Regions from separate parts of the Neogale vison genome. Here region 2 is linked to region 1. A link is a contact called in public Hi-C data. All regions are on one chromosome and are shown on one strand. Each heading gives the region's core, a stretch centred on a gene start, on an enhancer-like site or on the middle of the called end of the contact. The rest is flanking DNA. Distances are from core to core; before and after follow the strand shown.

Region 1 (6,908 bases), core at 1,517-4,016:
GTCTAGAACGAAATCAGTCTCTGGGGCACTCCAGGTGCTAATCTTGGCCCTGTGTGACCTGGAGAAAGTCACTTAATCTCCCTGTGCCTCCAGACTCCACAATAAAATGAGAATAAAATCTACCTTTTAGGGGTTGCCATATGCTAATAAGGTTTATTAACACCCTTATTTAAAAGGCTTTCCAATCCCAAAGTGTGACTGAAACAAACAAAAAACAACTTGGCTGAGGAACAGGGCCAGGCAGGGACACACCCCAATGGGGACAAAAGGCAACAGAATCATCACAGCAATTCTGTCCAGGTTCCAGAGGCCCTTGGCCACTATATGCCTGACAAATGTCAACTTCCTGGGGGTAGTCCCAGCCAAAAGACCTGCTTCATTGTCCCCACGCCCTCCCGGCCCTCCCCTCGTGGGAAGGGAGATCCTTGCAAAGGTATGAAAATCTACCTCAACACTAACCAGAAATAGTTTAGACAGAGGGTATGGAGCCTCCTTTGTTAAAGCGCTGTATATTCTTCCTCCCTACCTGCTACCTCCTTGGCAGCCTGGGTTAGCCCTCATCCAGGCACCAAGTATCTGTGGAGAACCTCTTGAGTCGTACCCCTGCCTCTAAACACTGGAAGGGCAAATTCTGGAGGGAAGGGCTCCTGCTGAGGAAATGAGTTTCGCCCACAAGGAGCTTACAGTCCAGTTTTTTTGGCGGGATTTTCTCAACCCACAAAGCCGTTCCCACAAACACCTCCAAATACCCCCAACACCCCCGGGGTCTCCTCAGCACCCCTAAGCCCCCACTCGCCCATCCCACCCAGGTCCCCAAAGAACGAGGAGTTTCTGCAATTAGGCTGTATCCCCTGCACCCCCACGAGAGACTCATGAGACAGGGGAGAGACCCAGCCAAGGGTCTTGCTCCTTTAAAAGGGCACCTCTTCCAGAAGAATCTTGACCCTTTCGAGGAGAAAGGAGGGAAATAACATCTCCACCCCTGAGGGGAGGGGGCGAGAGCGCCAGAGACAGACTGACGCGGAGTCCGACCCGCAGACAGAGAAAGCTAGCGCCAGCGAACCAGCGGGGCAGAGAGGCGGGCGCCCATTGGTCGTCTCACCTGCCCGTCAGGAGGAACCTGGGGTGCAAGGGACGCTCAGGGGGTGGAACACTCCTCTGGTCTGACCAATCGGAGAACATGGCGGGGGCGGAGCTCGGCGGCTCGCCAGCCAGGGCCGGGGGGGGGAGGGAAACAAGATGGCGGCTGCGGGAGGGGGTCCTCGCTTTTCAGCTCCCCCCTCACCCGCCTTCTTCTTCCCCGCCGCCGCCCTCGCTCCAGGAGAGCGCTTTCGCGCCGCCCCCGCCCCGCTCGGGAAGCCCCCTGCTTCTCTCTCGTCGCCCCCCCACCCGCGCAATCCCTGGTCCCCGTAGGCCCCGCTGCCCCCTCCCTCGCTCTGTCCGGCCCCGCTGCCACCCCCATTACCTCAGCCGCCGGCCCGGCCCCACCGTTCGGGGCCCCTGGGCGCGGGCGGGCCGGCCGTCGAGCAGGTCGGCGCGGCCCGGGGAGCGGAGCGCGACCTCCTCCCGCGCTGGCCTCCGCGGCCACCGCCGTGCCCCCTCCCGGCCCGCGCTGGGGCCCCGGCCCGGCTGCCGCCGCCGCTCCCGGGGGAGGAGGGGGAATGAAGCCGCTGCCGCCGCCGCTGCCGCCACGGAGCCCGGCCGAGGGGAGGGAGGGATCAGCCCCCAGGCAGGATCCGCCCCTCCGGCCTCCCCCCCGCCACCTCCACCCCTTCCCTCGCTCCCTCCCTGGCTCCGCGGGCTCTCCCGCTGAACAGGAGCTAGAGCGCGAAAGAGGGGGGAACGGGAAGAAAATCCCCCCGCCCGTCCCCGGCGCGGCGGCGGCCGGGGCGGCGCGGAGAGGAGCGCGGAGCCGCCGCCGCCACGGGGCACCGTCCCCGGCTCGGCCTCACGGTGGCGGTGCGGACGCGGCAGGGGCGCGGAGCAGAGACGGGGTCTGCCCCCGCCGCGGCCAAGGCTCACCCCAGCCAAGCCTCCGCCGCGGGGCGAGCCCCACAAGGGAGCGGGGACGTTGGGGTCTGCTTGGGAAAGATGGGGATTCCCTAACTCTTTAGAGTGCCCAGTTGTCCCCTCCCCCTGTCCCTGCGGAGGTGACTACGGTTTGGGGCAACGAACCCCCTCCCGGAGCTAGAGGGCTCCCCCAGAGGTTAAGCCTGGGCAGTCATTGGAGTCAAAACCGGCCTGTAGTTTTTTGAGGTGCAGGTGCCTGCATTACTCCCAGAAAGTCGCCCTTCCTCCCCGGCCGTGCTCTGGTCCGGAGGACAAAGGTCTAGCGCTGTCCATCCCCTCCCCCAGTGAGGGCAGCAGGAAAAGACCCTCTGTTGTGTACAGGTGAGCGTCTTGTTCCCCGTAGGACATCCTTCTTAAGAAACAGACCTGACTTTTCGTTATGTGCTATTCTCTCCCTTATGTGTTTAGAAAGAGTAAACATAAAAGTTTGACAGTCTACTTAAGGACGTCTGGTAACTCGTTTGTCACTGTAGACATGGGAAACACTCTCTCCTTAAACCTGATTTGGCTAGGAATCGGTTAATTTAATGCAATAAGCGGCTGTCTAAAAGACTTGACAAATGGCAACTTCAGACTTTCAGATATAATCAGACTGGCTTTGTCTCCATAAGTATATTTAAGAAGAGGAGACGACTTTGCCACCCCCCCCCTTTCGCCTATAAATCAGAAAGCTTACCTCATATGACTGAAGTCTTAAGTACCAATATTTAATGATGTGTGTAAAAGATGTATGGATAGACTGCCTTTAAATGTGAAGATGAATGACATATTTTGAAAGCGTTTCCTCTGCCCGCGCTGGTGGTGTAGCTTGGTGAAGCTTCTCACAATTTCTTGCTTGGTTCTGATGATCAAGGACACCGATTCTAGAGTCAGAGGATGAAAGATAGTCTTAGGATGCAAGTCTTCCAAATGTTTAAACGGAGCGTATTGCGACTTTTGAAGTATAGATGTTCATTACCCTAGGAATTTAAAAAATTGTGTTTTGAATTTGAAAATTTGATGAAAGTAAGGAATCTAATTTGTATTACAAAGATGTTTTTCCAATTACACAGTAGCACCTTGTAGAAGTGAAAACAGAGTGATAGCAAAAATTCTTCTGTTAGCCAATTTTCTGAAAGAAAAGGGAGTGTCTTGTGGAGCTACGCAAGGGCAGGGCAATGTTTTGAAAACTGTGATGATGGAGGAGTATGAATTAATGTCAAGTGTTCTAAAGCTAGGGGGAATAATCATTTGGAGGGAAGGTGTAGATAGTATCAAGATGATTAATTGTGGAAGGGAAAGCCCCAGACGCAAGATACTACTACAACTACTGTTAGTTAAAGGGGAAGCGGGGGACCCTGAAAACTAAAAGAAACAAGAATACTGAATTTCATTTCTTGTTCTTTTAAAATATGAGCTACATCCATTTATACATATGACTAATAATTTTTATTTCTTGGTAAGTGTTCACAGAATTTATTTAGCACAGCTCCCATTTGTGTGATTGGGAGCTCTTTTCCCACTAAACTTAATGAATAAGATACCTTGGGAAAATACATTGATTTTCACTTGCAAGAGTAAATAAAAAAGAATGATTTAAATGCTCTTTAAAAAGCATGAAGTTAATACATTGAATTTCCAGGTCTTTCTATTCAAAGTTTTCATAGTAAGAACTTATTCAAAGGAGTGTTTCTCTTCTATTTGCAACTTCTAGTTTCTTAATGGTAACATTACAGTTGTTGACAACAACTGTAATTTGTTTTTTTGACATTTATTTTTGACATTTTTTTTATTTACTTATTTTTGACATCTGGGATTGGTTTCTGTTAGTGTAACTCCACACGTAACCAGTTTACAATGATGTAATCTTAAATGTAACATGGGACAATTATGTCATTAAAAACAAATTTGGAATGTGTATCAAAAATCCCAGAGGTACTAAATTTAATTAGCTTGAATCTTTATCTATTTTAAGGAGTTTAAATTCACTAGCCCTCAACCCTTCCATTAACCCATATAGCAATTAAGTTCAACTAAGACAGGCACAGACCTTTGGTTTACAAATAGTAGTTTTCCAAATTTTGTGTTTTTTAGTAGAAACTAATTTATTTGGAGTAGAAGCATGTTTTACCATTTAGATCAAAAAAAGGAAATGAAAATATAAAATTTATCCCCCTCAGTTTTTTTTTCAGCATCTCAGGATATCTTCTTCAATGCTTTACTATTATCATTAGTTTATCAAGGCAAGAACCCTCTGAAGGGTCAGATGCAATACTACTGGATTAATAAAATATGTACGACAAGAGAAAAAAGGTTTTGATTGATTGTTACATTATCTTTAAAAGAATATTCCTTCCTTAGACCTTGGCAAAAAGAAGTATGAAATCATAAATGGGAAGAATGTTTGAGGTTGGAATCATTGTGATAGTTTTACGCCATAATGAAATTGGATTAAGAATATAATGTTTGCTTAGAAAAAGGAAAAAGTTTAGGCTAACAACTGGCTTTAAATTGACTATCATACCTTCTAAATTTAATTCCATTCATTTATTCCTATACCAGACACTCATTGAACACCTACTGTGTGTCCAACCCTGGGCAAGTTGTTTTGGAAAATAATGACAAAATCTCAACCTAAAAAGGTCCCAGTGATCATATTTTTCCTTGCCTTGAGTAATGTACACTCAAGAAGCAAACTAGAAATAATTAGAAAACACATGCAGGAGAAATTAGATAAGACAGTGAACAATTTGGAGCTACCATTATTCAAATGGAAGATGGGAGGCTTTTTTCAAAGCCAGATTCTAAATAATGATGGATGTGAATTGGCGAAAAGAGTGTAGAATGACATTATTAGGTTGGTGGCAGGGCAGCCCAGGCAAAGGAACAATATACAGGGAATAATAAGGAAATTATTGGTCTATATGGGCAGATGTTAAGAAAAGGTTGAATTGGATATAGGATATGGCAAGGGTATAAAGATAATAAAAACGATACCTAATACTATGCAAAGTAGTATGCTTAGTGCTTTACATACCATATTATCAAAAATCTTTGTTGCACTTAGAAAACAAACTAAAATTAGTTTAATAAAGGAAATCTATTGACTCACATAATCAGAAAGTCCAAGAGTATATCTGGCTTTAGGCAAAGCCAAAAGGCTTAGATTATGTCATCAGGATACTGTCTCCAGCAGTCTCTCAGCCAACCTGAATGGATAGCTATGACCAGAAAGACATGGTACTCTAATGAAGTCTGGCCATTGTCCACCACTAGAACCAGAGGACATGGGCAGGAGGTGATTCTCCAAAGATATAGTGGGCACATATACAAAATAGGTCCAATATACATGGACCTATTTCTCGTTACCAATTTATTAATTATTTTTATTATGGTCCCCATTATGTATAGGATAAGCTAGAGCTAGGAATAGTATTAGGTAAACCAGGAAGAATTTACTATAAGCTATTAGGTATTAAGACAATAAAAGGACATTAACCAGAATAATTGAAGAAATGGTAGAGAAAGAAGAGGGAAAAGAAAATTCTAATCAGAAATCAATAGACAGGGCAGCTAAGTGGCTCAGTTGGTTAAGAATCTGCCTTCGGCTCAGGTCATGATCCTGGGTCCTGGGTTCAAATTCTGTCTGCTTATCAGGGAGCCTGCTTCTCCCTCTGTGCCTCCCCTTCCTCCTGCTCATGCTTTCTTTCTCTCAGATAAATGAATAGAATCTTGAAAGAAAAAGAAGAAAGAAAGATCAGAAGACAGATCAGTAATTTGATGGCTGGTTGGACATAGTAACAAAGGAGAAGGTTATCCAAGTTCAGACTTAGGAGGCATTTACAGTGTTGCTACAATTATCAAGAATTAAGAGGTAGCAAAAGATTACATAGGAGCCCCTTCTGGGTCTGGGGGCCCAAAGATTGAGAAAATGATAAGTCAGTTCAGCTTCTCTGGAGTCTCTTTGGGTCACACTAAAATACATAATTCATTCGATAATTGTGAGTTGCAGGTAACTTTCTATTTTATGCTTGTAAAGACTGCAGAGGTGAAAAGGCCATGCTTTAATCACAGGGATAAATCACATATATTAATAAACATACATACAGCATATAAGCCACTCCAGAGAGATACAAGCAAAGTAGCATGAGGGTTTAGAGAAGAGAGAAAAGAAGGAAGGTCCTGTGAAGAAGATACCATTTCAGCTCCACCTTAAAATTTGGGTTGAATGTCAGCTGGGAGGATGGTATGGGCTGAGCACAAGCATAAGCAAAGAAAGGCGAAAGGAACACCAGAAGATTGATTCAGAGCCCAAAACAAAGGAAACAGAAGGAAAATAGTCAATGTAGAGAAACAAGAAAGCTTGACAAGCAAATGAGTATCAGCCTCAAAAAGTAACATCCCTGAAACAGGAACATGACATTATCAGGGAGAGAGAGACAAAAAAGAAAAGAGGAAAGTCTTGAAATTGAAAAATATGTAAGGTTTTTAAAGATATAAAGGGACATTTGGGACGTGAAGTTGAGGAAGTCTCCCAGAGAGGAGAAAGAAATAGAAAAGTAAACCTAAAAAAGAGAATTTGAGGATGAATTCAGGAAGCCTGACATCTCCCTTACAGTACATCTAGAAAGAGAAGTGAGAAATTTTCTCAGAAAGGAAGGTAGTGAGTTTACAGAATGAAGTACTCTGGTACAATGAATGCAAAAAAAAGCCTAAAATAGCAATAGAAAAAGGGAGGATCCTAAAAGCTTCTGGAGAAAAAAGATCTCTTAGAAAGGACTAAGAATCAGAATAATATCAAGCTAGAAGCCAAAATAATAACCCTTTCAAATACTGAGAGAACACTGTGTTACCTATAG
Region 2 (6,908 bases), core at 1,247-3,746, 160 kb after region 1:
ATTTTCCTCCATCATTATACCATAGGTTACAATGTAAATCCCTTAACAGAATTACTACTAAAAAAAAGACACATAAGAAACTGAACAGTGGTTGTCTCTGAGGAAAGGAATGGCATGGTTGGAGAACAAGAAGGAAAGGATACCTTTCATTAAATATCCTTTTATGCCTTTTGAATTTTATACAATGTGAACACATGACCTATTTTTAAAAATCTGTTTGGCAAAATTACTTCCAAGTATCAGATACTGCTGGCTTCTGTAAGCCAGAAAAGTACAGTACTAAAGAAATGTAAAGGTCATTTTAATGACACTTCACTGAAAATCTGAATCTTCAATTCCAGTGTAGAGTTATTCATACCAACAGCAGGAAAACCTTACAAGCATTTCAAGTTCACTAAACTCCCCAGAGTTGAGTTATTCTGCTGTATCATTTCATTAAAGTTTAAACATCATTGGAAACAAAAACCTGGTACTACCAAAATTAATGTCAACTGGAGAATGAAAAATAAAGGTAAAAAAGTAAGCTATCAAAAAAGCAATGATCTAAATAAATCTTTGAAAATTTGCAAATCAATCACACACACATATATACACATCTATAGTAAAATGTCGCAAATTCCCTTAAAATCTAAAATGCCGTATTATTAAAAAAATGGAGATGTCAAGCAAGGAGCCATCAGCAACATTAACTCACACAGCTTGAACTAGAAGATGCAACATGATCTGTTTCCTGACACAATTGCATAATCTCAATTACCCAGAAGATTCTACCAAACAGGAAATTCATGATGTGACTTCAAGAAACACAGGAATTATAAAGATTAACACATCCAAAAGTCTGGAATTTGTTCCAAAACAAAAAAATAATTTTATAAAGCCCTTTTCAAATGATGCATGCACATGAATACATGAATTAGTCTCAAATCAGCAGCTCTCAAGTTACAGTAAATCTAAAATCGAGTGTGTAATACCTAAATTAGTGAAATATTTCAGATCCAGAAATTTTATGGTATCAATTTAATTTAAAACACCCAGTATGATTTAAAGATGAGACGTGTCTCTTCCTTCCTTTGCTATAGACTACTCCTTCCTTTGCTATAGATCTTTACAAAAAACATCGTGTACCTCAGGCTACAAATGCAGATAAGTTCCCTGCAAACTCTCTCACGGACTTTAAAAAAAAAAAAAATATTCACAAGATGTACTGCAATTTAAAAATATTTACAATACATCCCAGCATTGTTAGTAACTTCTTGCTCTTGAGCGCGTCCAACGGATCTGAATCTCGCTTGCTCCAAAGGGGAAAATTGTTTTGCCAAACAATACTTAAATGAGCAGTGGTATGTGACTAATCAGTGAGGCCGCCAGCTTCTCAAGCTGCAGTGTTCTTGCAGGCACTACCACCCACCCCCACTCTGCAAAAAGGAAATACGCTTTCAACCGAATCGGAAACACACCACTCAAGCTGGCACTGTGCTGGCCGAGATAAAGTCGGTATTTTAGGTTCTACGGGTCGCTGCTAATCCAAGTGCGAATTCAAAACGAATGCTTCTCAAAAGGAGATTTCGAAAGAGGTTTGCAAAAAAAAAAAAAAAAAAACCCGGACAGAACGCCCTTCGTCGTCGTCAGTTTTGTTCGGACAACCGCATCTCCCGGTCGAGTTTTGCCCTTCTGCTTCTCCCTGCAGCTTCCCGGGCTTGTCTGCTTTGAGGGCGGGCTTTGGCGCCCAAAGTAGACGCACCTCCCGAGAGGATCTTCCTGCTGGATGCTGGCAGGGAGACCCCCGAAGAGGCGCCCCCGCCCCCGTGCCTGCCCCCGAAGCAGCAATCCCCACAAGAAGGGCTTGCGCAAGGTGCGAGCCGGGGCCGAGCTCCAGCACCACAACCCACCATGGACCTGCATCCTGCACACAGCTGACCGCCTACCTGGGGGTGCAGAGTGAGGGGTGCAAGGGGTACAGGGAGTGCAGGACAGGGGTCCAAGAGGCAGCGGTGCTCTCCCCCAAGGAAAATTCCTGCCGCTTGGTGCATCGCTGAGCTATGGGGGCAGGCCTGGCTCTGGGGTATTAAGGGCGACTCAGCCCACCGCAGACCCAAGCCCGGTGACACTCACCACACGGAGCCATAGGCACCAGAGCCCACCGGGGAGAGATTCTGGTAACGCTCGGGCACCTCCCAGATTGTCTTGTTCAGCTCCTGCCGGTAGAACGTGGGCCTCTCCTGAGACATCTTCCAGCGGCGGCCGCGGGGCTAGGAGGTGGCCCTGAGGGGCCCCGCCTGCGCCCGCTCCCGCTCCCAGGCCCTCGTCGCCCGCCCGGCCGGGCGGGGACCTGGAGCTGGCAGTCGGCGCAGGTGCGGCAGACGCGACCCCGCCGACTCCCGCGCGCGCGGCCCCTGTCAGCCGCAGCTGCTGGACGCGCCTCAGCGACCGGAGCGAGCCCGGCTAAGGGCAAGGGCACGCTCCGGAGCCCAAGGCTGCGCCCACCACGCTCTCCCTGCACCCTCTCCCAGACCAGGCCGACTCCCGGCTGCACCGCGGGACTACCGCTCCAGCTGCAGCGCCCGCTGAGGTTCCAGTGGTCGCCGTTCCAAAGCCAGCGAACAGGAGCCTCTTGCCGTACTCTCGCGAGATCAGCTCCCGGGACTCTCCACGAGCCGAGATTTTACCCAATATGGAACCTGCCCACGGGAGGGGGTTGACGACGGGAGAGGATGGGAGGAGCACTTCTCGCGAGAAAAGAGCAACAGCTGGACACCGGAGGCAAGAACTCTCCCGGACTTAAGGGCGCGAAGGCGGACCCGGGAAGGAAGGGATAAGCTGGCAATGTATGCCGCGTGCGCCCCACCGTGGTCGGCGGAGTAAGTGCCTGACTCTGTTGTGGAAAGCGACAGTGACTAATAGGGTGTCGGGAAAAGAGCCAAAAGATCTTTGAACTGCCTGTAGTCACCAGCAGCCGAGCATCTGCTAAGCAGAACACCCAATTTCCAAGAAATATTTACATTAAAAAAAGGAGATTCTGGCCAGAAAGCCGTTGTATTCCATCTGCTCAAGGACATACGGCTTAATCTTCGGAATTGTGACGAACTCTATCCCAAAAGCAAATATTAGTTCTGCATTAAGGCTGAGGTTTTCCATCCAAACTCTCCTAGCGGTTCTTAAACTTTTATGTGCAGAAGAATCACTTTAGATGTTTAAAAATGCAAGTCTCAGGACCCACAGGGAGTCTAAGTGGATAGGTCCGTGACAGGCTCCAAGAATGCGCATTTTTACAAAATGCCCCAGGTAGTTCTGATTAAGGAAAGTCTCCGGTATCTCCCTTTGAAAGGGGTTTTGAAACATTACTCAGAGGGTTTGAAACTGATTTCTGCTCTGAAGCTTCCAGTGAAGACGATTTTAAGCATTTGATTCATGCCTTTCAGATTAAGAAGCAGCCGGGTGGCTCAGTGGGTTAAAGCCTCTGCCTTTGGCTCAGGTCATGATCCCAGAGTCCTGGGATCGAGCCCTACATCGGGCTCCCTGCTCGACAGGGAGCCTGCTCCCCCCACCTTCTCTCTGCCTGCCTCTCTGCCTACTTGTGATCTCTATCTGTCAAATAAAATCTTAAAAAAAAAAAAAAAAAAAAAGGAGAGCAAGGCAGAGAGTGGTCTTTTGGCAGTGTCACATCAGGCAAGTCGATTGACCTTTCTTAGACCTTCGTTCTAGTTCTGGGAAAAATAATTCCTGCAAAAATAATTCCTGCCTTACATTCCCACTTAATAGGGTCATTTATAAAGCTGAACAAAATAAGTGTGATTGGGCAAGATATTATAACCCCATACCTACCCCCACTTTTAAGCTTGTCACAATCTCTCTTAGAAATAACTGGGTTAAGGGCGCCTGGGTGGCTCAGTTGGTTGGACGACTTGCCTTCAGCTCAGGTCATGATCCTGGAGTACCGGGATCGAGTCCGGCATTGGGCTCCCAGCTCCATGGGGAGTCTGCTTCTCCCTCTGACCTTCTCCTCGCTCATGCTCTCACTTTCTCTCTCTCAAATATATTTTAAAAATCTTAGAAAAAAAAAGAAAGAAAGAACTGGGTTCAAGCCAGGACACTTTTCAGCACTTACCATGATTATTCTCTTTGGTGTTACGCATCCCTTGGAGTGCTCTGATTTTGCCTATCTTGTCCCAGCATCTTGCACAGTGCCTGGAACACAACTGGTACACCATAAATATTTATTGGACTAATTATGAATAATGACCATGATCTCAGTTTAGGAGGTAGTGCAGGATCCTCAGTTCTCCTTGAGGAAAAACAAAAACCAGAATCATGGATGATTCATGGAAAGCTTTTCTTTGGGGGATTCAGTGTGGCTTAGCCTGGATTCTCTTGCCTATGAAGACACCCGGCTTGAAAATGTTCCAAAATGCGGGTTAGAGAGCTTTCCAAGAAGTAATGAAGGTTGAAGGAGGAAGTAAGAGCAAGAAATATAACTGTGATATAGCAGGTAGGAGTGGGGGATCAAGGTAATGAGTGCATTGATAGAAGGGAGGAAACTCGGCAGCAGGAATCCTAAGGAATTCATAAAATTCTCCAAAAAATTGGGATAGTGAGGTGAGTGACTGAAAGGGCAAAGATGAAGTAAGCAGTACATTCAGTCACTCATTCAACAATTATGTACTGAATACCTACTGGGTGCCAGGCACTTCTAATTCAAGTCGATTCAAAAACAGAGGCAGTTGCTGCTTACATGAGATTTACAATTTATTGACCTATTATTATATGCACATTGTTTATGCACTAATACAGCAGTTAGAAATAAAAATCCCTGCCTTATGGGGGTGACAATCTACAAAAAGTAAGGACTAAGTAAAGTGAACACGTTAGACACTAATACAGTAATCGAGCAGGTGTAAAACCGCTCTGGGCCAAGCAGGACTACAGGGCATAGTTAGAGACAGTGACAGGAGCTGAATCAACTTCAGAAGGTTAAAGGGCGGGGCTCTAGAGGGGAGCGCAGCAAGAGACCTGGGCAGAAGAGCGTCCTTCAGTGGGAGGAGTCAAGCTTGTGGGCAGAGAGCTAAGGTTGGAAACCCGAATGACCTTCTAGCCTCCAGTTTCCTCCTTCGTCTTCTGACCTGACGACGTCGTAGGGTGACTTAAGTGAATGACTGTAAGTGAAGTGCAGGGCACAAGGCCTGGTATCTAGAAGCCCCCCAGACAAGAGCAGTCAAACCCCAAAGCAAGTGGAGGCCTGGATGGCACAGGTGAAGGGGCTTCCCCAGCCCAGGTACCCCCTCCCAACCCTCTTCTCCCGGCTCCCTACTGCAACTGCCCATTCTCCGGTACCACGCCCGCCAGAACGCCCGCGAGCTCGGCCGCAACGGCTCGGGAACGGCCGGCGTCCGCGTCTACAGCGCCGCCAGCCGGGTCCGAGCAGCGTCCGACCCCAGCGCCAGCACTCGCGCCACGCTCCGGGAACCAGGTGGATCCGCGGCCCGGAGCTACAAGGGGCCGAGGGCCGCAGGTTTGAGCAGGATGCGGGCGTCCGGGTGCGGGGCACCAGGTCCTCGTTACCCTTCTAAGTCCCCGGGCGGGGGCTGCGTCCGTCACTAGCCGGGTCAGGCCCCGTCGCGGGCGTTCAGTCAATATTTGCGAAATGAATGAATGACGGTGGTCCTCGAGAGCTTATCTCTCGGAGGCATCATTTCTACTTGTGAAAGGCAAGGACTAGAGGCAATGCGGATGATTTGCAACCGAATCCTTGCAGACTCTTGCGTCTGTCTGCAGCCGGAGGCCTCTCCCTACCACCTCACCGTCTGTGCCCAGGAGCGCCTTCTGCTTTCAGACCTCACTGCTCTGTTCATTTATTCCTTCGGACTGAGCCCCCACTCCCATCTGCTATGGCCCCTTTCCTTTAACTCTTGTTAATGAATCAGTGTCCCCGTTTGAAGCCTTATCCAACATCCGCACCCCGACCATGAGTTTCTCTCCAACACACCCCACTGGTAATAGTCTCATCAAGTCGCATTTAAGGTAGTTGTTCATGTGTCCGGTGGTCAGTTCCTTGAGGGCTGTCGGCTTATGATTGATCCCCAGCCACCGGACAGTGTGCCTGGAGGATATTAAAAACGATGCACCTCACTCGTGCCTTTGCTGTATTCCAAATACATTCCCTATAAAAATGAGGTAGTAATGGGCAAAGGGCTGTTGTGTTTGATGGAACTACAAATGCTTATTTGAAATTTCGGAAGTGAATTTTACCTTAGCATGATTATAGAGGGTATAGGAAAGATGACGCTATGGGGCAAAAGATACTTGCAACTAAAGTAAGGTTCAGGATTTCATATCTATCAGGCCAATAGTCAGAAAATTGGGTTGCATTTAAATTTTTTTATGCTTGGCTTTTTAAAATACTTTCAACACATCATGTAAATGAATCAATGTTAGACAGGAGTAGTATGGGGGATGCAGGGACTAGGTCAAAAGTCCCTGTTTTTAACAGTGCTCCCAAAGTTAGCACAGAAAGACTGACCAAGGAAAGATAATTGACTGCTTTTACAATGGTCCCTCACACTTGACTGTGTATCCGAATCACCTGGAGCTTTTTCTTAAACCAGCTGCTGGCCCATCCTCAGAGTTCTGATAATTTAATTAAGTCTTGCTAGGTAGGGCCTGAGAATTTGCAATTCTAACATGTCCCCAGATGATGCCGATGCTATTAGTGTGGGCCCTCAGCGTGGACTACATAGATTAAAATAATTTGTTAATTACTAGGGAAGCATGATGCCCGGAATGACATTTGTAGAATAAGAAAATGAAATCTTAAAAACTCTGGACCTGTGGTCATCCCACCTAAATATTTTGTTTGATGTCAGGAAGCATCAGGGAATTGTTTTTCTCTTCCTTTTCCTTTTCCTTTTGTAAGA

Evidence for each region. Hi-C and Micro-C count contacts between places; a contact is called where the count stands out from the background.
Region 2: a Hi-C map of fibroblasts shows a contact between it and region 1, with 3 times the contacts expected there. The contact joins the promoter of MAPK14 here to the promoter of BRPF3 in region 1. A contact is called at or near these places in 2 of 3 Hi-C or Micro-C datasets (fibroblasts and muscle).

What each region holds. Positions count from the first base shown.
Region 1 is chr1:116,664,550-116,671,457 of ASM_NN_V1, forward strand. BRPF3 (bromodomain and PHD finger-containing protein 3) reads right to left here and starts at 2,767. Exons shown (of 13, transcript XM_044254793.1): 1 at 2,747-2,767.
Region 2 is chr1:116,828,836-116,835,743 of ASM_NN_V1, forward strand. It overlaps MAPK14 (mitogen-activated protein kinase 14), which reads right to left and starts at 2,497. Exons shown (of 12, transcript XM_044254815.1): 1 at 2,113-2,497. The coding sequence starts at 2,228. It overlaps SLC26A8 (testis anion transporter 1), which reads left to right and starts at 4,406. Exons shown (of 20, transcript XM_044244457.1): 1 at 4,406-4,411; 2 at 5,189-5,506. The coding sequence starts at 4,406.